7 separate regions of the Mus musculus genome follow, and all the other regions are linked to region 1. Evidence: chromatin contacts called from public HiCAR-type, HiChIP or PLAC-seq and promoter capture Hi-C data. All regions are on one chromosome and are shown on one strand. Each heading gives the region's core, a stretch centred on a gene start, on an enhancer-like site or on the middle of the called end of the contact. The rest is flanking DNA. Distances are from core to core; before and after follow the strand shown.

Region 1 (2,975 bases), core at 328-2,827:
CTCAACCTGGAAAAACAACTTCACATCCTCCTGACTTGTCGTTCCCCCGACAAATTGTCTTTTGCACCCGATCATTTAGGGTTGGGAGTTATTATTTTAAAAAGCAGGATGTGGTTTGGAGGGGGGACGTGCTTACACGTTTAAGTATCCAGACCTGCCTGAGGGCGCTGGTATTTCTAGTTCAAAAGCTGCCTCTGGCTACCCTGGAAAAGACAAAAGTAATGCCCAGAAACAGGAAACCCTCCAGCGGCGGCGCCTTGCGATGCGTGAGGACACCTCTTTTTACACCAAGGTCCAGAGAGGCTTTGAAGATGCTTCCAGCTTGCAGAAGGCGGAGGCGCCCACGTGTGGCCTGGCTTTCGCAGACTCTCTCGGTGAAGGCTCCGGAGAGGTCCTCCAAAGGCTGTGTCAGCAGGGTGCCTGATGAAGATGAGCCTTCCTTTGGAGTCCCTTGGCCCTGAAGACGGAGTTTCTAGGCCCTAGCAGTCTGCAGTGGAGATAGTTTGAATCTGAAGCAAGAAAAATGACTCTATAAACATCCCCTAAAACTCGACTTCAACCTGAAATCCGACATGCAAATCTCCACCGGGTTAAACAAACAGCGGTGCAAGCTGCAGCTTCGGCGGGGGTGGCGGTGGGGGGGCGGACGCCGCTCGCGCCGGTCTCCGTTTCCAAAGTTGTTACAATGTGAAAATAAGCGGCTTCGTGCAGAGTGTTGTATGGGCTGATGCTTCCCACCCCCACGCCAGCCCCCAGAAAAACCTGGCAGATAATCAGCACGTCCCACTGTTTAGTCATATTTGACAACTGGGTTAACCTGGTATCTAGGCGCTGGCGAAGCCATACAAAGGGTGCCCTCAATTACCACCAGGAGCTTCTGGTGTGATAGGCACTTGTATTACCCCCTGGGTCAGAGGCCAGAGCGACAATTAGGAAGTCACTTAGACCGCTGGAGGGAAATGGCGGGATGCAGCAGGCTCTGGGCTCTCCTAACAAGTCTGTGGGTGTAGACCTGCCTGGAGAGGCCCAGCTGTCCTTTGCGCCCTCTGCTCAATAGGACTCTGAGTATAAAAAGAGTACGGTGGGAGCAGGAATCTGGGAAAACGACCACGACAAGGATAAATCCATCGCAAGAGTGATGGCTACAAGTTCAAGTTCTTCGCAGCAACAACGTGTACACACAAAGTGAACGCAGACCATTTCTGCTTGTGCCCTAGGCCGGGGTGTCCCTCTCCTGCTTCTTTCCCACAAGTGGAGAGTGAAGACTGTCAGCCCTACGTAGCAAGGTGGCCAGGGTGGTGGGAGTGGTGGGGGCCTGCGGCTTGGTCTCAACAGTACTTAAACCTGGCTTGGTACGTGAGTGTGTGTAAATTTTTAATTGCACTGTAATTTCTTCTGTCCCTAGCCCGCCCCCCTCCCACCCACGCCCGCAGACTTGACTGGCACGCGCCAGGAGCCCGGGCTCGGGCCCCTCGGAGCGTCTGATTGGCTGCGGGGCAGCTCCCGTCTGCTCTGCCTGCGCCCTCATTGGGCGAGAGGCGCAGCCAGCGGCACTTCAAAGCGGGTGCTCCTCGCACTTAGGCTGAGTTTTGCCGGCGGGAGCCCAGAGTCCGCTCGGCGCGAGCGCGGGACGCGGGAGCCGCGCGGGACCTGAATCGTGATTCCCAGCAGCCGCCAGGCTTAACACCGCTCCGGGCCTCGCCGCGCAGCCCAAAACCTGCTATGGCCACGTCTATACTTGGGGTAAGTGAAAAAGACTCGCTGCAAAGGCTTTGCTCATTTTTGTTTGTTTTGTTTTTGTGTTGTTGGTGGTGGTTTTTTGTTTTTGTTTTGTTTTCTTATGGCTTCTCTGGGCCAGAATCTCTCAAGAAACTGTTGCTATACCACAGCTCTGGTTTCCTTTTAGCATTTTCTACATTTCTGGAACCGATCTTTTCAAGTTATTGGAACCTGGGACCTTTTGCCTTTGCAAGAAAAGAATGTCTTAAGCAAGTTCCCTTTTAACTGGTTTTTGAGGCAAAGCCGAATGTTTCTTTTCTTCCCTTCTTGATTTTAACATCACTCCCCCACTCCCAACCCCACCCCCCGCCACTTGGTTTGGGGGTTGTTGCATTACATTACAGTGTTTTCTGGAAAGTCTTGTTTTGCAGGCCACGAAGTTACATTAATAAACACTTACATTAGCGTGGCTCCCCAGTTTGCCCTTGACTTTGAAAGCCGCTTATACTTGGATTCTTTTTGTAATCGTGTGCGTTGTGTAAATATCAAAACTACGTTTCTGAACTATAAAAGAAAATAGCCAAGTCGTAGCCACTCATTCGAGGAATGTTCTAAGAGTTTCTTCCAGCACTGGGTGGCTGTTTTGGCCACCACCCCCCGCCCTCACCCGTTATTTCTTGTGTGTGTTTACCTTCGTGCTACACCCGGAAGGGCGACTTGGGAGCTTCTGGGAGATGAGCGGGCTTATGGCGTCAACCCAAGTCTGATTCTAGACAAGGGTGGCAGCGAACGAAGTGGCGAAAACCGAGGCATTTCTGATCTATAGTCTCACTGAGGAACAACTTTCCTACTCGCTCGTGGTCGCCTCTGTCCTGCGCGGGGCGCGGCGCGTCCCCCGCCAGCGTGCGGGGAGGAGGCGCGAGCCGGGGTGCCAGGGCCCTCCGGGATCTGCGCGGGGGGAACGAGGCTGCTCACCGGTGCACTTTGTGTCTTCCCCCACTTCTCCCTGCCCTCCTCCTCCTCCTCCTCGCTCCCTCCTTCACCCCACCCACTCTAGGAAGAGCCACGCTTCGGAACGACCCCGTTGGCCATGCTGGCGGCGACCTGCAACAAGATCGGCAACACGAGCCCCCTGACGACCCTGCCCGAGTCCAGCGCCTTCGCCAAAGGCGGCTTCCACCCCTGGAAGCGCTCCTCGTCCAGCTGCAACCTCGGCTCCAGTCTCTCCGGCTTCGCTGTGGCCACGGGCGGCCGCG
Region 2 (3,042 bases), core at 66-2,565, 1.9 Mb before region 1:
GGGCCAGACAGGTGGCCAGACAGGTGGCGGGCCGGCTTCGGAGGCCTGGACTTGCCTGGACTTGCCCAGGTCTTGGTAAGAGATTTAGGCCTAACCTCCTTAACTGCCAATTTGAAGCCTGTCATGGAGTCAGCCTAGCCTTCTCAAGCGCTGGTATTAGAACCTTGCTAGGCAGAGACCCAACAGTTCTCCAGGAGTCCCTCAGGTCTTCACAGGCAGATTGGGCTGAGGCTCCTAGCTTTGAGGACTGACCACCAGGTTTTCAGCATTTGCTGTGAGACAACCACTGTCTGGCCTCTCCAAGTGTACCACATAAGCCAAGGTGGTAAGTCATCTTTTAATATATGTTCATTCCATTGGTTCCTTCTTTTCTAGAGAGACCCGATATACCAAAGATCAACTTTCCATACGGCATGCATCATTTTAAAGCGTATCAGCAAATGTGTTGACACCAGGGAGTCTGGTATTTGAATACCATCGTAGAGGTAAATAGCAAATTATCCTCTGGGAGAAAAAAAAAAATCCAAAAGCAACTAAATAATAAGGCCCATGATTAAAAATGGGTAGTATCCTATGATTAGTTCAAGCCACTAGGACCTCATACAAGTCCAACTAAATCAAGCCACTTGAGGTAGTGTTAGTAACCACTTTTAGTGAGCTAAATGGTTGTCCAGAAAACTTAAGAGCAAAAGCAGGTATATTTCTAAATTTTACTTTTAATAGTTGTGCACGCTAGCATGTAATCAGAGCACAGCTTTCGGGAGTCTTCCATTTTGGGTCCCTGAGTTCTTTAATATGGCACTATTTTTCAATTTGGGAGCACAAAGAAAGTCTATAATGGGTTAGTGGCAGAGCCTTATGTCTACCATAAGTATGACTCTGAATTGGTCACCCAGCTCCAAAATACGAATAAAATTCAGAGGAACCTTTTAAAATGGGTTATGGCAAAGTTGAATCAAAAAGTTTAAAAACTTCGAAATGAAACCCCCACAGAAAAACTTGCGTTCGGGCCAAAAGATGGGAAGGACAATCGCCTTAAGCTGTTTGAGAATTCACATTAATTTCTAAGCAAGTCTCTAGTGGCCAGCAAGCCGCACAGGCTGGGACGCCGAAGACATGGGGTGAGGGCATCCTCACGTGCGGTGGCTAGGCAACCGCGGGCGCCTTCTCACGGTGCTAGCCCCGCCTCCTGAGGCACTTCCGCCGCCGCGCGCCTGGACCTTCTCCCTCTCATTGGTTCGTGGCTCGCCGAGGATGGGCGGGGGAAACGCGTAAGTCCTTGCGGTCACTTCCGGCCCGGGAGCGCGCGGGTTGATTTGTCCTTCCTCAGCTGCGGGCGCTCGGAGCTCGGAAATGGCGGGTAAGTTCCCGGGAAAAGTTTAGCAAGGGGAGGAGGCGGGTGCTTCTGGGGAAGAACGTTGAGGCGGCCGTGACAGTGGCCGCCTGGAACTTTCGGGCTCTAGCAGAGGTTCCAGAAGGCCTCTCCCTTCCGCGAGGCACTGAGGGTCGGGGACTGGCTCCCGGTGGGCCGCGCTCGGCGCCACCGCCCCCGGTGCTGACGCTCGGCGCCTCCCGTGGGCCTCCCGGGCCTTGAGCTCAGGCAAGGCGCTCAGTTTGGTCTGGTGGAGCGCGGTCTGCCTCGGAGCCTTTCACCCCCTCGTTCCCCTTTGCTCACTGTCGCCCTAATGTAACCCATTAGGTCCAGTTCCCGCCAGCTGATCCTCTCCAGGGCCCTGCCCACCTCCCTCCCAGCCAACTTCTGAGCGAGCGCGGTGCTGCTGCCCTGCCCTGGTTCAGGGCACACTCAGGGTCTCATAACCCTTCAGGATTCCTGAGATCATTGTTTTTTTAGATGTCCTTTGAGAAAGTCGTTTTTACACTGCCCAACTTGTCACTTAGAATGGAACTTCTGTGCTGTGTGTAGTAGAATCCTCTTGCTGTGCTTTATTCGTTTCTAGCCTTGGAGAAATTTCTGGTGGAGTATAAGAGTGCCGTGGAGAAGAAACTAGCAGAGTACAAGTGTAACACCAACACAGCAATCGAGCTGAAACTAGGTGCGTATTTCCTTTCAGAGGAGTTCTGTGTGTGCAGCCCTGTATTTAACAGAGCCTTTAAAATAGGAAACACAGCTTGAGGTTAAGACGATTACGTAACAGGTACTTTCTGCGTTGACTGGACATGGAGATTTTAGGCAGTTCTCTAAGTTCATGCGGTAGAAGGGGTAGGGGAAAGATAGTGATAAGAAAGTGAAAGATAGTGTGGCAGAAAGTATATGTGATCTCATCTTAAAAATTGCAAATACACCAGGCAGTGGTGCCGCATGCCTTTAATCCCAGCACTTGGGAGGCAGAGGCAGGCGGATTTCTGAGTTCGAGGCCAGCCTTGGTCTACAGAGTGAGTTCTAGGACAGCCAGAGCTATACAGAGAAACCCTGTCTCGGGGGAAAAAATTGCAAATGGGGGATGGAGAGATGGCTCAGCTGTTAAGATCATTGACTGTTTTTCCAGAGGTCCTGAGTTCAAATCCCAGCAACCACATGGTGGCTTACAACCATCTGTAATGAGATCTGATGCTCTCTTCTGGTGCTCGTACTTACATATAATCATTCAATCAATCAATCTTCAGGCCCCAGGGAGCAGGACTGGTAAGAGCACTGACTGTTCTTCCGGAGGTCTTGAGTTCAAATCCTAGAAACTACATGGTGACTCACAAACATCTATGATGAGATCGGATGCCCTCTTCTGGTGTGTCTGAAGACAGCTACAGTGTACTTAGATATAATAAATAAATCTTTTTAAAAAAAATTGCAAATATGATAATAACAGCTGTTGGTTAGGATGTGGAAATTCATGGGTTGCTGGTATTATATCTAAAATGATATAACAACTTTGGTTTGGAAAAAAAATTTAAATGTATTTTATGTTCATAAGTGCTTTCTCTATCTTCATGAATACCAGAAGAGGACATCAGATTCCCACCATGTGTTTGCTGGGAATTGAACTCAGGACCTCTGGAAGAGACCAGTGCTCTTTTTTTTTTTTT
Region 3 (3,186 bases), core at 55-2,554, 1.4 Mb before region 1:
CCCGCTTTGTGCTACACACAGTTTGTTGGATACAGAATAACAGCTTTCTTTAAAGGGACTCTGATCTAATTTCTGTTTTTCTGTGTATGTTGGGGGAGGGTGGGCAGGTATTTGTTTCTTTGTTTTCAGATAGGAGTCAGAATAACAGGCTGGCATGATTTCGGATGACCTTAGAATTCTCACCTCCCACATTGCTGCTTCCACTTGCAGATCGCTGAAATTATAAACCTGGGCCAACACAATGTGGGGGGGTGGGGTGGGGGGGGTTGCTTTTGTTTTTTCTTTCCTTGTGCTGGGGATGAAACGCAGGGCTTTGGATATGAGCTACATCCCAGACTTCATGATTTGTGTTTTTTCAAAACCCAATAGCGAGCGGGGCAGTGGTGGCGCATGCCTTTAATTCCAGCACTTGGGAGGCAGAGGCAGGTGGATTTCTGGGTTCGAGGCCAGCATGGTCTACAGAGCGAGTTCCAGGACAGTCACGGCTATACAGAGAAACCCTGTCTCATAAAACATAAACAAAACCAAAACAAAACCCAAAAGCGACCAGCATGGAGCTATGAAGTGTTATTCGGTGTGTATTCTACATAATTGATAAACTTCACACGTGGCAGGATAGTTTTCTTGCACCTAAGACACAGCAAATGTTAGGGTAGTTGGATGGGGACTTTACAGTGTTCAGAAGACAGACGTGATTTTCGTGGGGTTAGATATTAAATATGTTCTAATTCTACATTCACTATCTCTATACATTGAAAAGATGGAGCAGGCACATTGTAACTCTAAGATGAGTTAACAGAAAAAGAGCGAGTAGTCTTTAAGTACTGTGGCAATATTGCTTGCATAAAGTGTTTCAACGCGCTCTTCCCGGGACTTTCGTTGCTGTGGAATTCTTTAGAGCCACACCCCCAAGTTCAACTCTTGTACCACTGTTCGGCTGCACCTGCAAATCAAGGGCTTGCATGATCCAAGGGCAATGAGAACAGGCTCATTGCCAACGATCTCGCACAGCCTAGAGCTTTTCCGCTGAGACTGGGAGGGCGGAGGAAGTACGAAAGGGTGCAAAGGGGTGCAACACAGCGCAAGCTGGATCGTTTAAGCCGGGCTCCCACGGCGGCCACTCGCTCCGGGTGGTTTCAGCTGCACCACACCCCACAAAGCTCAGCAGCGCTCCCTTTTTTTTTTTCTTTCCCCGCCTCCGTCCTCCCAGGGCCCCGCCTACATGGGCGTGTCTTTAACCAGGGGCGGTGGCTAGCGCAGCCTTTCGCCCTCCTCCGTGCTGTCCGTGCTCCGCCTACGGGGGCGTGGTTCCAGCGAGGGGGCGGTGGCCGCAGCGCTGACAGCAGCTCCCCGCCCCCGCGGCCAGCCACGTCCCGCACGTAGCGCCCGGGCAGCGGCATACAGCCGCAGGTTGGCGCCCGGAGCTCCGGCTCCTCCGGCGGGGCTCGGTATGAGGCTGGCAAGGCTGCTGCGGGGCGGCACGAGCGTCAGGCCGCTCTGCGCCGTCCCCTGCGCCAGCCGTAGCCTGGCCTCGGCCTCGGCCTCGGGTTCCGGGCCGGCGTCGGAGCTTGGCGTTCCGGGCCAGGTGGACTTCTATGCGCGCTTCTCGCCGTCGCCACTCTCCATGAAGCAGTTCCTGGACTTCGGTGAGGGCGGCCGCTGGGCCGTCGGGCCTCTGTGCACGGGCCCCGTCCTCCCAGGCGCACCCCTCCTCCTCCCTCGTGTCGCCCCCCCTGCGTCTTAGGTGCTTCCTTCCTCCTCGGAGGGAGCGGGCGCTGGAAGGCCGGGCACGTAACAGGGACGTGCGACTATAGTGTGTTTAAAAAAAAAAAAAAAACTACAAACCCAAAAAAACAAAGCAGGGGGCCCGCGGCTGCAGCCTTCCGCGCACGTGCGTAGGTGCGCGCTTGGGGACCTGGTGTCTTTGGGGATGCCTTGCTCAGGTTCAAGGCCAGGGCTCAAACTGCTTCGAGGGTGGTGTTCTGCAGAGGCGAGATCGGTGCCAGCACAGTGGCGATCGTTTGGAGTGGCGTGATGGCTGGAAAACAAGTTACTACTGGCCCAGTGCTTTCCTCGCCAGTGTTTTCACCGAGAGCAAATTCGTTTCAACAGCAGCCAGTCTCAAGCACGTGTAAAGTGCATGGTCTTGTCTGTGTGTAACAGATTGCAGAACTGCAGAATTAGGCCTTTGACTTTTGGCTTCTCATCAGGAGTAATGAGGCGGAAAGGGAAATGCTTAGAATAAACTCTTAACATTGAAATCCGAAAGTTCTGGAGTAGAAAAAGTTATCTTCTGTGTCGTGCTGCCAGGTTATAACATGGTTAGCACGCACGAGAGATTAGTGGTGGGGGTAGGTACTTTATCTTAAAATTGTGGTTTGAAGTGACAGGTGCTTTTCCTTGTGTTTCTTTAGTAAGGGACTATGAAAGGCCCCCGTTTTGTGTGTGTGTTTTGCTTTTATTTGTGAATGCCTGTACTGTGGTGTAGCAATGTTCACCTTGTTCATGAATACGCTATTAAACTTTGGCAAGATGCTTTCCTTAATAATACTGCTACTGTTGACAAGATAGTTTTCTGCTAAGGTTCCATCTGCGAGGTCCACTTAGTTTCAAATGGATTGCTGAAATGTGACTTTTTTAGTTCAAGTGAAGGTGCTTGCCAGGGGAGGGACACTTATCAACTCTTCTGCCAAACATCTGGATTCAAGAGTGGAGGAAGGGGGAGGTGATGGTCTCAGGAATCAGACAACTGAGCTGGTTCCACTTGATGGTTGGTGATACTGTGTTGATGGTCTTTGCCTTCTGTTGCCTGAAAACCTCTGTACTGACTGTGTTCTGGTGGTATTTGTTCTGGTGGTTAGTATTTGTGTCTAGTCAATGACTTGGGTCAGAATTTACTCAAAAGTCGAGAGTCAGGATTTCTTTCTTTTCCTTTTTTTTTTTTTTTTTCTTCTTTTTTTGGTTTTTCGAGACAAGGTTTCTCTGTAGCTTTGGTGTCCTGGAACTCACTCTGTGGATCAGGCTGGCTTTGAAATCAGAGAGTTCCTCGTTCTTCTGTCTCCCAAGTTCTGGGATTAAAGATTCCAGCCATTACTTCCCAGCAGGAGTCAGAATTTCTAAAGGCAGCAGCAGTGGGGTATATAGAATTGGCCTTTCCCAGTTCTCTTCACAGGCCCTGAGCCTTAC
Region 4 (2,841 bases), core at 63-2,562, 1.9 Mb before region 1:
CATTTCTCAAAGTTAGAGAGCTTAAAGAGGAATAACGATCATGTTCTTCCCATTCTTTCCCTGATGTAAAATTCTTTCACTTACCTGGAGGAATATGTTTCTCAGCTCATGAGGATCACCTCGTTTGGTTGTATGCACCTGAGGGGGGGGGGGGAATGACTGGTTAATGCTTAGCTAGAAACCACATAATCTCTTTAGATTATAGTTTACATCTGCTAACAACTCATTTATCTTTCATAAGGTCATTTAGTCTAAAAACAAACCCAAAGCTTAATTGCTGATAACACCTGTCAAACCGGAGATCTACGGCTAAGGGGTGGGAGAAAAGGGTGTGAATAGTGCAAGATAGAGCAAATTACAGACGGCACTTCCTGTGAACTGGAAAGGGAAACCAATGTAATCGTTTACTTTATTCCACAACTACTAGCAATACAGTAGCAACCACCAAGCTACAAATCCTGAGAGCCTCAAGAGAGGAGCAACAGGAGATGTAAAACAGCCAAATTAATAGCCGGGCCTAGCAGCCTTTCTTGTGGAAAGCAGAAACAGTACATCGTCATCTTGGCGACCCTTTCTCCATCTGACCTAAACCTTGAGAGCTGCCACAATACGGATACTTTCGACATCTGACAACCTGCCAGGCAAATGTCAACCAGTGCCCTGGGCTGTATTGTGGCCCCAAATGACAACACCCACCCCCTCCCCCACCGCGGATGCCCTGGGTATCCCCGGTTCTCCTGCCCGCTGACTCTCAGTCCCTCTCTGATGCTCTCCAACTCTGTGCTCGCAATCCCATGTACCTAGGACAAAACACTACTCTTTTCCTCCTCCCGACCATGGTCCTCAGGAGCCCCTCCAACTCACGATCCCTCCTCCTTCCCCTCCCCCAGCCGGGCATCCTCTTCGCTCCGGTCCAAGCCCAGCACAGCTCTCCACCCGCAATCTAGAGCCCCGGGACGCACTGGCTAAGAACCAGGCAAAGAAAGCAACGGAAAGAGGCGGGGGGCTGCACTCGGGGCCCTTGGAACGTCTCTTATGCAATAAAAGCAGCAGCAGAGAGTTGGAGTCACCTTGACCGCCATGCTGTGCTCGGAAGCCGGGAACGAGCGAGTGAGCGAGCTGGGCCGAGCTGTCAGGGCGCGCGCGCGCCACGGCCCGGGGCCGCGCCCGCGCTCCCTCCTGTCGCAGCGCCGCGCCCGTCTATATGCAAATGAGCTAGAGCGCGTCGGTGGTGCGCACCGAGTGGCCTTGGTTGATCCATCAGCGGGCCGGCGGGGCAGTCGCACCTCTTGCGGGGGACACCAGAGCTCCGGTCGCCGGATTCCAACGCGCAGTGTGAGCAGAGGCTCCTCTGGGCCAGCCCCAAGTCCCAAGGCCTGGCAGTGGGTGTGGCTTTGGGCACCGGCTTCAGCCAAAGTCGGTTCCCTCTTGGGGCTTAAAGGAACACTTGGGGCCTGTATTGAGCAAGGTTGGAAGCATATGAGAGCTTGTCCCATTAATAATGAGTTTATGACAACCAGTGACAAATATTGATAAGGAAAATGATTAGTTAGGTTTTTTAAAGGGAAAACCTAAGTAAACATAACTTCAGAAATATGCTCCTGAATTAACATTCCTTGGGATATCCCTAATGGTTTATTAATAGATTCGCTTCACTCTCTTAACCACCCAAATTCTTTGTACAATGTATATAGAAAACAACTTTATTTATCTTGGAGCTGGTACTTGCTATGCTGACTTTCTCTTCTACAGGAAACAATTCCTCTGTGAATTCCCAGCCCTGCCTTAAGCTAAATTAATGTCTCTAAAACTGAGGCTTGCCATTAAGATATGTGAGGGCCAGGCAAGTAGCTTAAGTTGCTGGAGTGCCTAACTAACATGCTGGAAGTCCCGGGTTCTATGCCCAGTAGCACATAAACTCTATCTTGGCGAAGTAGTATCCGACTGTAATCCCCAGGCTTGAGAAATGGAGGCAGGATAATCGGAATGTCATCCTCGGCTGCATAAGAGTTAGAGGCCAGCCTGGATGCATAAGACGCGTCTTCAAAGAAAAGAAAAACGAAAGGAATAGAGGAGAAGTAAGAAAGGGGAAGGGAGGGAGGCGGGGGGGGGGGGGTGTGTGGAGGGGGAAGAGGGGTGCGGATCCGAGGTGATAGCTCAGTCTGAGGCTCCTCAGAACTCATTAAAGGTAGAAAGATAATCAACACCTATTTTCCACATTTCATCTAAGCACTAAGGTGAATAAAATTAAAAATTGTTAAAAAAAAAAAAAGAAGGGGAGAAAAGATCCTATTAGTTCTCATATTGATATTCACCCAAATATTTACTAAAATCCTCCATGTGCTAGACATGGTCCTATTTGTAAAGTGTGGATATAAATACACATATATGCATATGAAGTATGTGTATAAGTAGTTATTTATTGCAAAGACCTTCTTTGCCACCATTATCATAGACCATTTTAAGTTATAAAACTAAATAGCAATCCTACATATTGTAGATATCATACCCTTGGCTCAATCATACTTAAATGTTGCAATATTTGATTATCCCTGGGTTATTACAAGAAAATTTGTAACAAGCTGATGATGTCTCCTGTAGTAGTATATTGCCTTTATTCCCACCCACCAGTTATAGGCTTCGTGTGCTCACTTTTCAATATCTTTGAGACCAGGCAAGGGGATAAGTCTTTTTAAAAGAAACATGGTTGACTTGTTTAAAACTGATCATTAGTGCACTCGACATGGGTTTTGTGAGAGGGAAGGAAGTGATGAGATTTCTTGTCATTATAGTATTAAAATTAAATCTACTTAATTCATAAAATCATATACATGCCATGAA
Region 5 (3,033 bases), core at 453-2,952, 1.3 Mb before region 1:
CTTGCACTTTATGAGACAGATCTTAAAATGCTTTGCATATGTGGAGGACTTTTGGAGACCTTATCCATGACAAGCAGCCCCTAAGTGTCCTCCTTTGCTAGTTAATAGTCTCCCTCAAAATAGAATTTGCACTATTTTGTTCCATTTTTCTTTAGTGTCCCTTGTGGAGTCTTCTCGTCCCTCTGTCCCTGCCTCTCAGACTGACCCCCAGACTAAATGAGAATGATGACAGGTGATATATTGTCTTTTATTCCTCTGGCTCCTCACCTCTAAGTATTCTCTGAGGCATTTGGAGCAAGCGTTCAGTAACCTTGAAATGTCCCAATAGCTCAGATACCTTTATAAACAAAAAATATTTAGAAGACATGTCTCCTTCACACCATATAAGATGACACCTTTGGAAGTCTTTATGTGGTATAATATGTTAAGAGATATTTATGGTAAATAATAGAGATTAACGGAATGAAACTCAGCTGAGGGACAAGCCCAGAACAGGGAGTTTCTGCTGAAAACACTTGGTTGTGGGTCTGAAACCAGATCCTGTCTATTGAACATGGGGAAATGGAAAATTTTTCTGGAGAGATTTAAGGTCAAGGTTGTTGTAAGAGAATCAAAGCATCCCAGAAGGCACAGGCTGTTTCCTGCTCCCCAGTCTCCCTGCATCGGCCCTAAATGGGCGGTGTGTGTAGGGACAGTAGCAAATGATCGAGGATAAAGCCCTGTTCCGTTCCACCCATGCCTATTCCTAAGTGTATGTCACAAATATCGAAACAGCGCTTGATAGGAGTCCAACAGATTTAACTTGTCCCCAAATTCCTGAACAACGGTCCATGTAAATTTATTTCTTTTTATTTTTTTATTTTTTGGCAGGGTATAACTGAACGACTTCTAGGCATAACACTTACAGTGAACACCTACAGGAAGACAGGCAGCTGTGGCCACCCTCCGCACTGAACCTGGGAAGAGGAAGGCTGTGGGAGAGTAGAGGCTAACCACCCAAGTTCATGGAGTGCCCAGGAACTTGGCTTCCAGGCCTGAAACCTTAGTTCTGCATGGGTCTCAGGGATATCCCATTCTTAATTGCTTCTTTTTGTCGTGGTTGGGACATGGAGTCCAAGTAAGTCTGAGGTTCAAGGCCAGTGACTTCAGTTTGCACCCCCTTTTAATCCTCTGGTCTCCTGGGTCCTTTGCTTCAGACTGTCTCTGTTTTTCCCAGCCCCCAACGCCCCTCAACCTTCCGAATCATTTATCCTTTGGGGTCCACATCAAGAGACCATGATGTCCCCCACCCCCACCTCATCGCAAGCCTTCCCAGCCCTGCCCTCTCTCATCCCAATTTAAACAGCAGACTGTAAAGGTGAGCTGGGATCAGCTAGCAAGTTTTGACAGCCACCGAGGAGGACTAATGGGTTTCTAAGGAAACGGAGAGGCAGCAGCCATTTTAGTGGCATTTGCTGTACGAAAAATATATAGAGTCTGACATCCCCTCCCCACGCGCAACCGGGTGGCATCGCAGCAGAACTCCCCCTTCTTCCCTCCCCCGAGGTGAGGGTAGACGCGGGCCTGGCGGAGCGGGGCACCTGCCGCAGGTGTCGTGGGGTCGCCGCTCCTGGCGGGCGGGCGGGGCGGCTGGGCTCCCACGCGGGCGCCGCAGTGCAGCGCGGGCCTCGCGCCTGGCCCGCCCCTCGGTCCCCGCCCCGCAGGCCGCGGGAGCCCGCCGGGAGGCGCGCGGGAGGTGGCCGCGGCCCGGGGCCACCGCGCGCTGCTGCCCAACATGGTCGCTGCGCACGCTGCACACTCTCAGTCCTCGGCCGAGTGGATCGCCTGCCTGGATAAAAGGTACGTGGGGTGGGGTGCGGGATCTGGGTCGCGGGGGTCCACTCGTGGGGTGCCACCTGCGGGAGAGCATTCCACGTGCCGGGAACAGAATGCGGCGCCGTGGGGGACAAGGTGCCAGCCTGCCCTGGTCCCCTTCCGCCCCGCTGCGACTCCACGCTCCATTCATGGGTGGGTGGGTGGGTGGTTTCCAATGGGCACTAAGACCAGGGAGGGTACATACATGCGAGCTTCAGGCTGTCCAGACCCTCAGGGAGAATGTCATTTAAGTTTCCAGGAGGGGCGGGGAGAAGGGGGGTATTCATGCAGGTGCAGTCACCTTTTTTGTTTCCGGAAAACCAAGTGTTAGGGACTCAGTGGAGCTGTCAAGTCCCTTGCTGAAATCCACAGCCCTCTTCCCGCGGGCGCTCTCTCAAGGTCTGTGTTAGGAAGGTCACCGGAGGCGTCTTAATCTTCTGCAGAAAAGACCCTCACTCTAAAGAGAAATTTAAACCGCAGAGAGTGCTGGCTCTCGCCAGCCTCTGATGAAGGTGCCGTGGGTGACAACACACTGCAGTTGTTTCTAGGCTCTGTCGGTGGAATTTTCTGTTTGTCCAGATTGCAAATTTAACAGTAAACATTACACAGTATGTTAGCAATTATAGTTTATTACCCTAAGGAGAAAGGTGATGCATCTGAACTTTGAAAGAAACAAGCAAACGCCTTGCAGCGTGACCAGCCTCTGAGTCCCAGAGTTTGGTGCCAAAGGCCAGTGATTCACATCCTTCAGCAATCTGCATGATATCCGAATTGCATTTGTGGGAATTATTTTGTGCTCTGCCATATTGAAAATTTTTCAATGAACAGATTTGTGACCGGATCAAACTTGAGGATCTGAAGAGTGGCCGGCTGTGCCTGTTCCACTATTGTAGGCCTTTGATGGAAAGATATTAACTAACTGAAAAGAGCTAAATGAACTCATTTGAATAACTTAATGTGATAAACATTCTCGATTTTTAGTTACTACACAGTAGCAAGAATATTTTTGGCAGGCATTGCCCCATTTCTGACTAAAATGGTATGTTCTAATATTAGAGAAATTATATGCAGTAAACAGTAAGACAATTGAAGAGATGGTTAAGTCATACAGAATTCTGTGGAGGAATTAAAGGCACATTTAAGCCAAGAGCTTGCTAATGTGATCAGTAATCTAAATTT
Region 6 (3,232 bases), core at 348-2,847, 1.5 Mb before region 1:
GCACATCTGCTGGGGACTCACTCTGGCAGCTGCTGCCACCTGTGAAGACCACACGTGATATTCACATAGCTTCTCTGAGTAGCTCCAGCTGTTCTCTTGGTACAGATGTAGAAGGACGCTTTGGGTCTCCCTTGGGACTGCACCCTGCTTCTATTTCCTATGCATGCCTGTTAGGTTCCATGGAAAGGCCCTTTCCAGCATCAGGAGTGTACAGCCCACTGTGATTGTTACCCAGCTCTGGGCAGTTGGTCCTGACTTGTATAGAGAGTTGGCTCAACACAACTAGAGGGAGCACACCACTAAGCAGTTTTTATCCATGGTCTCTGCTCCAGGTTCCCGTCCTGAGTTCTATTATCTGGAAATGTAAGATAAAACAAACTCTTTTCTCCTCAGGTGGCTTTTGGTTAAAATATTAAATTACATCGATAGGAGACAGGGTAGAACAAGGCCCGTTCAGTAAGTTACTGAAAACCAAGACCCTATGCACAACATACATGTTTTTAAGAAGAAAATCGATTATATTAACATATGTCAAAATGTTAACATTTTTTTCTATAGTAATAAATTGCTTCTTTATTGACATACATCGAGATCTAGCAGAGTAGCTACCTAATAACAACTGTAATTTGAAACATCTGCAACAACCAACTTTTCTGGATAAAACAGTATTTTCTACTGATAATTGGGTTGTTGGTACAGTCTCCTGCCTTTGTGGTTTACTGTCTACATTCATAAGAGAAAACATGCTAATCTAAATGTCAGAGGATAATAAAAAATGGTTCACTAAAATGTATATTGTTTGTTCTCAACCAAGTTCTGAGCGTCCCTGAAGCAAGTTTTTCTATCCTAAAATAAACATGCCTCAAAAGCCAACACCTCGCTGGAAAGCCCCACCCTATGCCCGCGAGACTCAAGCCTTCAAGCCACCCACACGGACCTCTAGCTGTCTCTATCTATGCAGTTCTAACTAGACTAGGAAACTTAGGGTAAGAAAAGGGGACAATAGCTAAACTCCAGGGCCCAAGATAGAAGGACTCAGTGTTCCCTACCTAGAGATCTTCCCACAAAAATCTGAGTTGACTTTTTTCTTTTCTTTTCTTTTCTTTTCTTTTCTTTTCTTTTCTTTTCTTTCTTTCTTTTTTTTTTTTTTAAAAAAAAAACCAAAACTCATCAGCACAGAGAAGCCCGCTTCCTAGGCCTGAATGAAACAGTGTGTTTTTAAGTAGCACAGCAACGTTTTCGACGTTTGGGTCCCTGGGGAGCCAGCGAGTATGCAACATCAAGCCAACCCCAAGAGCTGGGCATACTTAGGCGCGTCTTGAACCCTTGGAGAACGGATGTCTTTGCAAGTCAGCCCTATGAGGCCCGCAGTTCAGTGACAGGTAGAAAAAAAGCCTGGCTAGTCTTGCCAAGCTCCGGGACGCTTCCGGGCAGGTGGCGGGAAGGTGGGAGGGCTGCGGCGGGTGCGCCGCTGCGGGGCGGGGCCGGCAGGGAAGGTGCGTGTGGCGGGCGGGGCCTCGGGAGGGGCGGGGCGGGGCGGGGCGGGGCCGGAGTCCCGGTCACTCGATAAAACGCTTGAGAGTCTCCAGAGAACAACGGGCTCATTGAGCAGCAGCTAGCTGCGGGCGTGGGGGAGCGGCCGCACAGTGAGCGTGAGCCGGCCGGGGGTGGGGCCGCGCGCAGGGGCGACCGAGGCCAAGTGGCCGCAGCGGCGCGCCAGGCAGCCCGGCCCCGGCCCCGAGCCCGCGCGCACAGAGGCCGCAGCAGCTCCGCGGGTCCCTCCCACCGCGCGCGCCCATGGCGGTCGCGGGCCAGTTGTGCCTGCTCTACCTGTCCGCGGGGCTTCTAGCCCGGCTGGGTACAGCCTTCAACCTGGACACCCGCGAGGACAACGTGATCCGGAAATCGGGGGATCCCGGGAGCCTCTTCGGCTTCTCGCTCGCCATGCACTGGCAGTTGCAGCCGGAGGACAAGCGGCTGTGAGTTCCCCGACTCTTCCCATCCCCACCGGGGCGCCGCGCTGCGCCAGGGAGAACGAGGGCGCGCCCTGCTGCCGCCCGTCCCGCGTGCCCAGAGCCTATCCGTGGGCTAGCCCAGCTCGGCTCTGCTCTGCCCTGGCCTTCCCTACCTTGCCCTGCCCTGCCCTGCCCTGCCCGCTCGCACTTCTTCGGCCCAAGACTTGAGAGATCCGGGCCCGCCGCGCCCTGCACACGGCGCCTCCCGGGAGTGAGGAGAGCCGAAGGGACAAACCCCGGGCCCGGCCCCGGGATACTTGACTTTCCCCCTCCCCTGAAGTGCTTTCCGCGGTTCTCCACTTCGGGCTTAGTTTGCAGGGACCCCGGCAGGTGGCACGCTTTGCTGAGCTTCACGTGTGCACTAGGGACAGTGATGGGACACAGGGTTGCGGGAAGTCTTCCAGGGAAATGCAGGCCTTTCTCCAACTCTCCGACCGTCCGGTCCCCTCCCTCGTTCGCGCGCCGCGTGGAAGTTGGGAAGCCACTTTTCGCTGTCCCGTATGACTTTCCCTGCAGAGTGGGCTCTCCTGCAGGAGATACTTTAACATGCTTCTTAAAAAGCACCTGTTCCTCAGGACTAGCTCAGCTGTGAAAACAGGCTTCTTCGAGTCGGTGTGCTAGCTCCCCCTCCCAGCTCCCTGATAGATCAGCAGCACTCAAGGATCCTCCGGCCCCAGTGCTGGGTGGGCCTCACGGAGGAGTTAGAGCAAAGTGCCCCTTCTAGGAGGGACTTAGAAAAGAAGGTTCGGAAGTGACAGTCATCCTCCCAAGTGTTTCTTCCAGGAGAAAGCGACTGGCTCTGCCTTTTAAACAGTGTTGGCTCCCACATGACCCAGTTCTTTGATTGGGGAAGATTTTCTGGAGCTTAGTCGCCCAGTCGCAGTGGGGTTAAATTCTTGATCCATGCTCATTCCCACAACAAAAGGTCCTCCTCCCCGCCCAGGTCTTGAGTTGAACCCAGGTCCTTCCAGGACCAGCAGACCGGAGAGAACAGAGTGCAGCCAAGGGGAAAGGAGAGGCCAGAATTATTTTAAACTGGAGAAAACTCCCTTTTCGGATATTTAACAACTTTGGGGTTTGTGCATATTGTGGACTTCAAAATCTTAAGGTCAGATTTTTCTGATACCACCTGCTAGGTGAAGCAGAAGTCTATTGTGGGTGGGATAGTCCCGGGCAGGGAGGGGGTCTGACTCTGCAGGCGTGGCATTCTCCCGAAA
Region 7 (3,161 bases), core at 265-2,764, 1.7 Mb before region 1:
TTGTTTGTTTGTTTGTTTTAAGCATTGGGCCTAGAAGTTTACTTTGCCCGGAATAAAAAAGCACAGGTGAAAATATACTTTTGAAAAGTTGTTCCGGACGTGCCCGCTTCCTAGAGAAAGCAGGCCATCTCCCACCTTGCTCACCTGAGTTTGGGTGAGGCCCAGGGACGCCGCCAGCTCGGCTCGCTCTGGCAGGGCCAGATACTGGGTCTTCTGGAAGCGTCGTTGAAGGGCCGCCAGCTGGAAACTGGAGTAGATGGTGCGTGGTTTCCGGACTTTCTTTGGCTTCCCGTTCACTATTCGGATTTCAGGCTCAAGGTCTTCCTTGTCTGCAACGAAAAGTGAGTGGTGAGCACCCACCGTCCAACCCCGCGGTCCTAAAGTTCGGAGCGGAGGCCTTTAGAGACTTGAGGAGGCCTTCCCAACTTCAGCACGCGCCGACTGGCCTGGCCACGGAACCCTGCAAGGGACCCGGGGGAGCTGTGCAAGAGAGAAAGAAGAGGCGGGCAGCAAAGCTATGCGCTACCCACAGCATGCCAACTGGCCCAACCGCCCACCGACTCTGTCCCCCGGAGCGTGGAGAGGCAGAAACTGCGATTCGCGTGCAGTTGGAGATTGGGCAGAGTTCAGGGCGGGAGCAAGAGATGCACAGAGTGCAAGGCTAGAGCTCCGGACTGCCCCCCACCCCATGCTTACCCGGTCCCTCCCCGTGACTTGGGCACCCTAGATGCTTGCGATGCTTACCCGGCTCGTTGTTGACCGGAGACGAACTGGTGCCGTAGGGCGCGTAGGAGGTGTACGCGGCGGTGTAGCCCAGGTCGTAGCTGCTTTTGGCGGAGTAGGAGACATTGTTGAGGCCGCTGGCGTGGTACTGGTAGGAGCCCATGTGCGCGTAGGGCGAGGCCCCCCCGCCGCCGCCGCCCGCCGGGTGCTGCTGGTTGGTGTAGTAGCTGCTGTCCGTAGCCGTGGACACCGGGAGGGTTGGCGACTCCTGGGGCTTGTGCAGGCTGCTGTTGCTGCTGCTGCTGTTGCTGTTGCCGCCAGGGCCGGCGCCCGCACCGCTCGGGGGCTGCTGGTGCTGGTGGTACGTGCTGGAGGCGGTGATCTGGGTCGAGTGCATATCAGCCACCAGACTGTCAAAGACTCCAGTCATCCTGACCCGGGACAGGAAAGAGCACGGGTGGCGGGCGAGAGGGGGATGCGAGGCGCCTCCTCTGTCTATCTCTCCGGGTCCCTTCCAGCAACCAATGTAATTACGGGGAGGGGGAGGGAGAGGAAAACAAGAAATGAGGCTACGGTCTAGGCGCCTCCTCCCCTGGAGGAGGCGATCACCGTGCGTGGCTCGGGACCGCAGCTGCTGGCCGCATCCTTCCCGGGCCTCTCGGACCTCTCGGCTCCTGGCCCGGCTCGGGCGGGGGGCGGGCAATGGAGGGGGCAAGAGCGGTCAGACCCGGTAGGGGCTCCAGGAGGCGGGAGCAGGTGAGCGACCCCCGAGCAGCTTTACGATTGTCTGCCGGGCAGGCTCCTGCAGGGTGGGCATTTAACACTTATCACGTGACCGCGGGCAACGTCACCTAGCAACAGCCAATCAGAAGGAATGAGCCGCGGGGCGCCGGGAGTCCGCGACCGGGCGGCCCCGGGACCCGCGTGTCACGTGGCGGGCAAGGCGGCCGCGGTGGGTGCGTGTACAAGCACTGCAGAAAGTGGGTACCCGATCTGGAGCTGGATAGGGTGCGGGATGGCCCGCAACAGGACATAAGGCTCCGGGAAAGAAATGGGGTCTCCCACCTTACTCTGCTTTCAAGAGCCAAGTCTAACGATTTACATCTCTTGTCCAACTTCGCCTTAATCAAATAAAGCCAGGAAGAGGGCCGAGCCAGCTCTGTCTCCTTTTTCTCCAGATACTTTTCCTCGAGGTGCCTGGCTCGCACTACTCTTGTCAGCCACTTTGCACCTGACGGGCAATTGATTTAAATTATCCATAAACCGCGTATAATAACCTATGCTTCCCAAACTACCCACAGAGATATTACGACAATTAATTGGATAATGTTTAACGTTTTTCCTTTTTGCTTGAGAGAAGAGCTCTATAAGCCCAAAGGTATTATTACTAGTAATGTATTTGAAATCACTTTTCCTCATACACATAAAGGTCTCTAGTAATGACGCACATCTGAGCCACTAGCTGGAAACTGATTCTGAGGTTCCCTCCTTGGGAAAGGTAGGCCAGACTAGACAGCCTTCAAAGTCGTTTGCATTGGTGTTTTTATGAAAAGGGGAATGAAAAAAAAAAAGAGATACTGAAGTAATATTAGAGATTTATCAAGATTCATTATCACACGTTTTCTTGATATAAACAATAAATATAAGAAGTTTTATTTTGTCTACTTTATTTTACATTTTCGTGTTCTAGGATCTTACTCCACTGTTGTAATTTCTTTCTCTAGGTTTCTTTCTTTATTTTTATTTTTCTTCTTTCTTTCTTTCTTTCTTTCTTTCTTTCTTTCTTTCTTTCTTTCTTTCTTTCTTTCTTTCTTTCTTCCTTCCTTCCTTCCTCTCTCTCTCTCTCTCTCTCTCTTTCTTTCTTTCTTTCTTTCTTTCTTTCTTTCTTTCTTTCTTTCTTTCTTTCTTTCTTTCTTTCTTTCTTTCTTTCTTTCTTTCTTTCTTTTCCAAGTGATGAGTTCCCCTCTCTGGTGGTTGGGATTTTCAAAAGAAGGGTGATGGATGGACTCAGCGCAGTGATGGACTCTCAAGTTTGAAGATTGCGGTAGCGCCTGCTTTGTGGCGCCACCTGGTGGACAGTGTAGGAGGTTGTTACAGGCCTGGTAGACAGTCTAATCACGCCCAGGCGCCAGCCTCTGAAACCCCCCAAAAGAACAAAATAGTAATTAAAAGCCACAAAATTGTGCTAGTGCGCGCCATCTGAAGCATCCCTTCCTAAAGACATAACATGTCACTGAAAGAACTTGTTACAACAACTGCCTAATGGAAAACAAGTTGATACTTTAAAAAATACGATCTTTGGTCTTCCCCAGAAAAAGCAAGTGTGTAATTAAAACTCCAGCATTCACACAGCGGAATAATGAGGCAGGTAATGCGCCTTCCAGTCTGCCTGGATTTAGTTCTCAGCCACTTGGCTAAGGAAGGCCTAGAGAATGGGG

Evidence for each region. Promoter capture Hi-C pulls out the DNA fragments that hold promoters and counts their contacts. HiCAR-type assays count read pairs that join an accessible place to other places. HiChIP or PLAC-seq counts read pairs in DNA pulled down with a chosen protein or histone mark.
Region 2: a contact with region 1 is called in a HiCAR-type map of astrocytes, with 4 times the contacts expected there. The contact joins the promoter of Hat1 here to the promoter of Sp9 in region 1. A contact is called at or near these places in 1 of 39 promoter capture datasets (hippocampal neurons) and 1 of 115 datasets of contacts at active chromatin or transcription factors (astrocytes).
Region 3: a contact with region 1 is called in a HiCAR-type map of kidney, with 10 times the contacts expected there. The contact joins the promoter of Pdk1 here to the promoter of Sp9 in region 1. A contact is called at or near these places in 4 of 39 promoter capture datasets (embryonic stem cells, hippocampal neurons, liver and 1 more), 5 of 115 datasets of contacts at active chromatin or transcription factors (astrocytes, embryonic hindbrain, forebrain and 2 more) and 1 of 9 other capture datasets (embryonic trunk).
Region 4: a contact with region 1 is called in a promoter capture Hi-C map of pre-B cells, with 3 times the contacts expected there. The contact joins the promoter of Slc25a12 here to the promoter of Sp9 in region 1.
Region 5: a HiCAR-type map of astrocytes shows a contact between it and region 1, with 5 times the contacts expected there. The contact joins the promoter of Rapgef4 here to the promoter of Sp9 in region 1. A contact is called at or near these places in 7 of 39 promoter capture datasets (embryonic stem cells, frontonasal cranial neural crest, hippocampal neurons and 3 more), 4 of 115 datasets of contacts at active chromatin or transcription factors (astrocytes, embryonic forebrain, forebrain and 1 more) and 3 of 9 other capture datasets (embryonic stem cells, embryonic tail and embryonic trunk).
Region 6: a promoter capture Hi-C map of hippocampal neurons shows a contact between it and region 1, with 6 times the contacts expected there. The contact joins the promoter of Itga6 here to the promoter of Sp9 in region 1.
Region 7: a contact with region 1 is called in an H3K27ac HiChIP or PLAC-seq map of embryonic stem cells, with 38 times the contacts expected there. The contact joins the promoter of Dlx2 here to the promoter of Sp9 in region 1. A contact is called at or near these places in 11 of 39 promoter capture datasets (cranial neural crest, embryonic stem cells, frontonasal cranial neural crest and 2 more), 1 of 15 datasets of contacts at CTCF or cohesin (stem cell-derived epiblast-like cells), 81 of 484 Hi-C or Micro-C datasets (B cells, LSK cells, arterial endothelial cells and 37 more), 16 of 115 datasets of contacts at active chromatin or transcription factors (SST interneurons, astrocytes, embryonic forebrain and 6 more) and 5 of 9 other capture datasets (adipose tissue, embryonic stem cells, embryonic tail and 2 more).

The regions. Positions count from the first base shown.
Region 1 is chr2:73,270,349-73,273,323 of GRCm38.p6, forward strand. It overlaps Sp9 (trans-acting transcription factor 9), which reads left to right and starts at 1,578. Exons shown (of 2, transcript NM_001005343.2): 1 at 1,578-1,743; 2 at 2,777-2,975. The coding sequence starts at 1,723.
Region 2 is chr2:71,387,945-71,390,986 of GRCm38.p6, forward strand. Hat1 (histone aminotransferase 1) reads left to right here and starts at 1,316. Exons shown (of 11, transcript NM_026115.4): 1 at 1,316-1,360; 2 at 1,959-2,054. The coding sequence starts at 1,354.
Region 3 is chr2:71,871,920-71,875,105 of GRCm38.p6, forward strand. It overlaps Pdk1 (pyruvate dehydrogenase kinase, isoenzyme 1), which reads left to right and starts at 1,305. Exons shown (of 11, transcript NM_172665.5): 1 at 1,305-1,646. The coding sequence starts at 1,451.
Region 4 is chr2:71,366,443-71,369,283 of GRCm38.p6, forward strand. Slc25a12 (solute carrier family 25 (mitochondrial carrier, Aralar), member 12) reads right to left here and starts at 1,313. Exons shown (of 18, transcript NM_172436.4): 1 at 1,071-1,313; 2 at 85-138. The coding sequence starts at 1,082.
Region 5 is chr2:71,979,513-71,982,545 of GRCm38.p6, forward strand. Rapgef4 (Rap guanine nucleotide exchange factor (GEF) 4) reads left to right here and starts at 1,703. Exons shown (of 31, transcript NM_001204165.1): 1 at 1,703-1,839. The coding sequence starts at 1,775.
Region 6 is chr2:71,785,342-71,788,573 of GRCm38.p6, forward strand. It overlaps Itga6 (integrin alpha 6), which reads left to right and starts at 1,598. Exons shown (of 26, transcript NM_008397.4): 1 at 1,598-1,979. The coding sequence starts at 1,798.
Region 7 is chr2:71,545,240-71,548,400 of GRCm38.p6, forward strand. It overlaps Dlx2 (distal-less homeobox 2), which reads right to left and starts at 1,515. Exons shown (of 3, transcript NM_010054.2): 1 at 745-1,515; 2 at 145-329. The coding sequence starts at 1,153.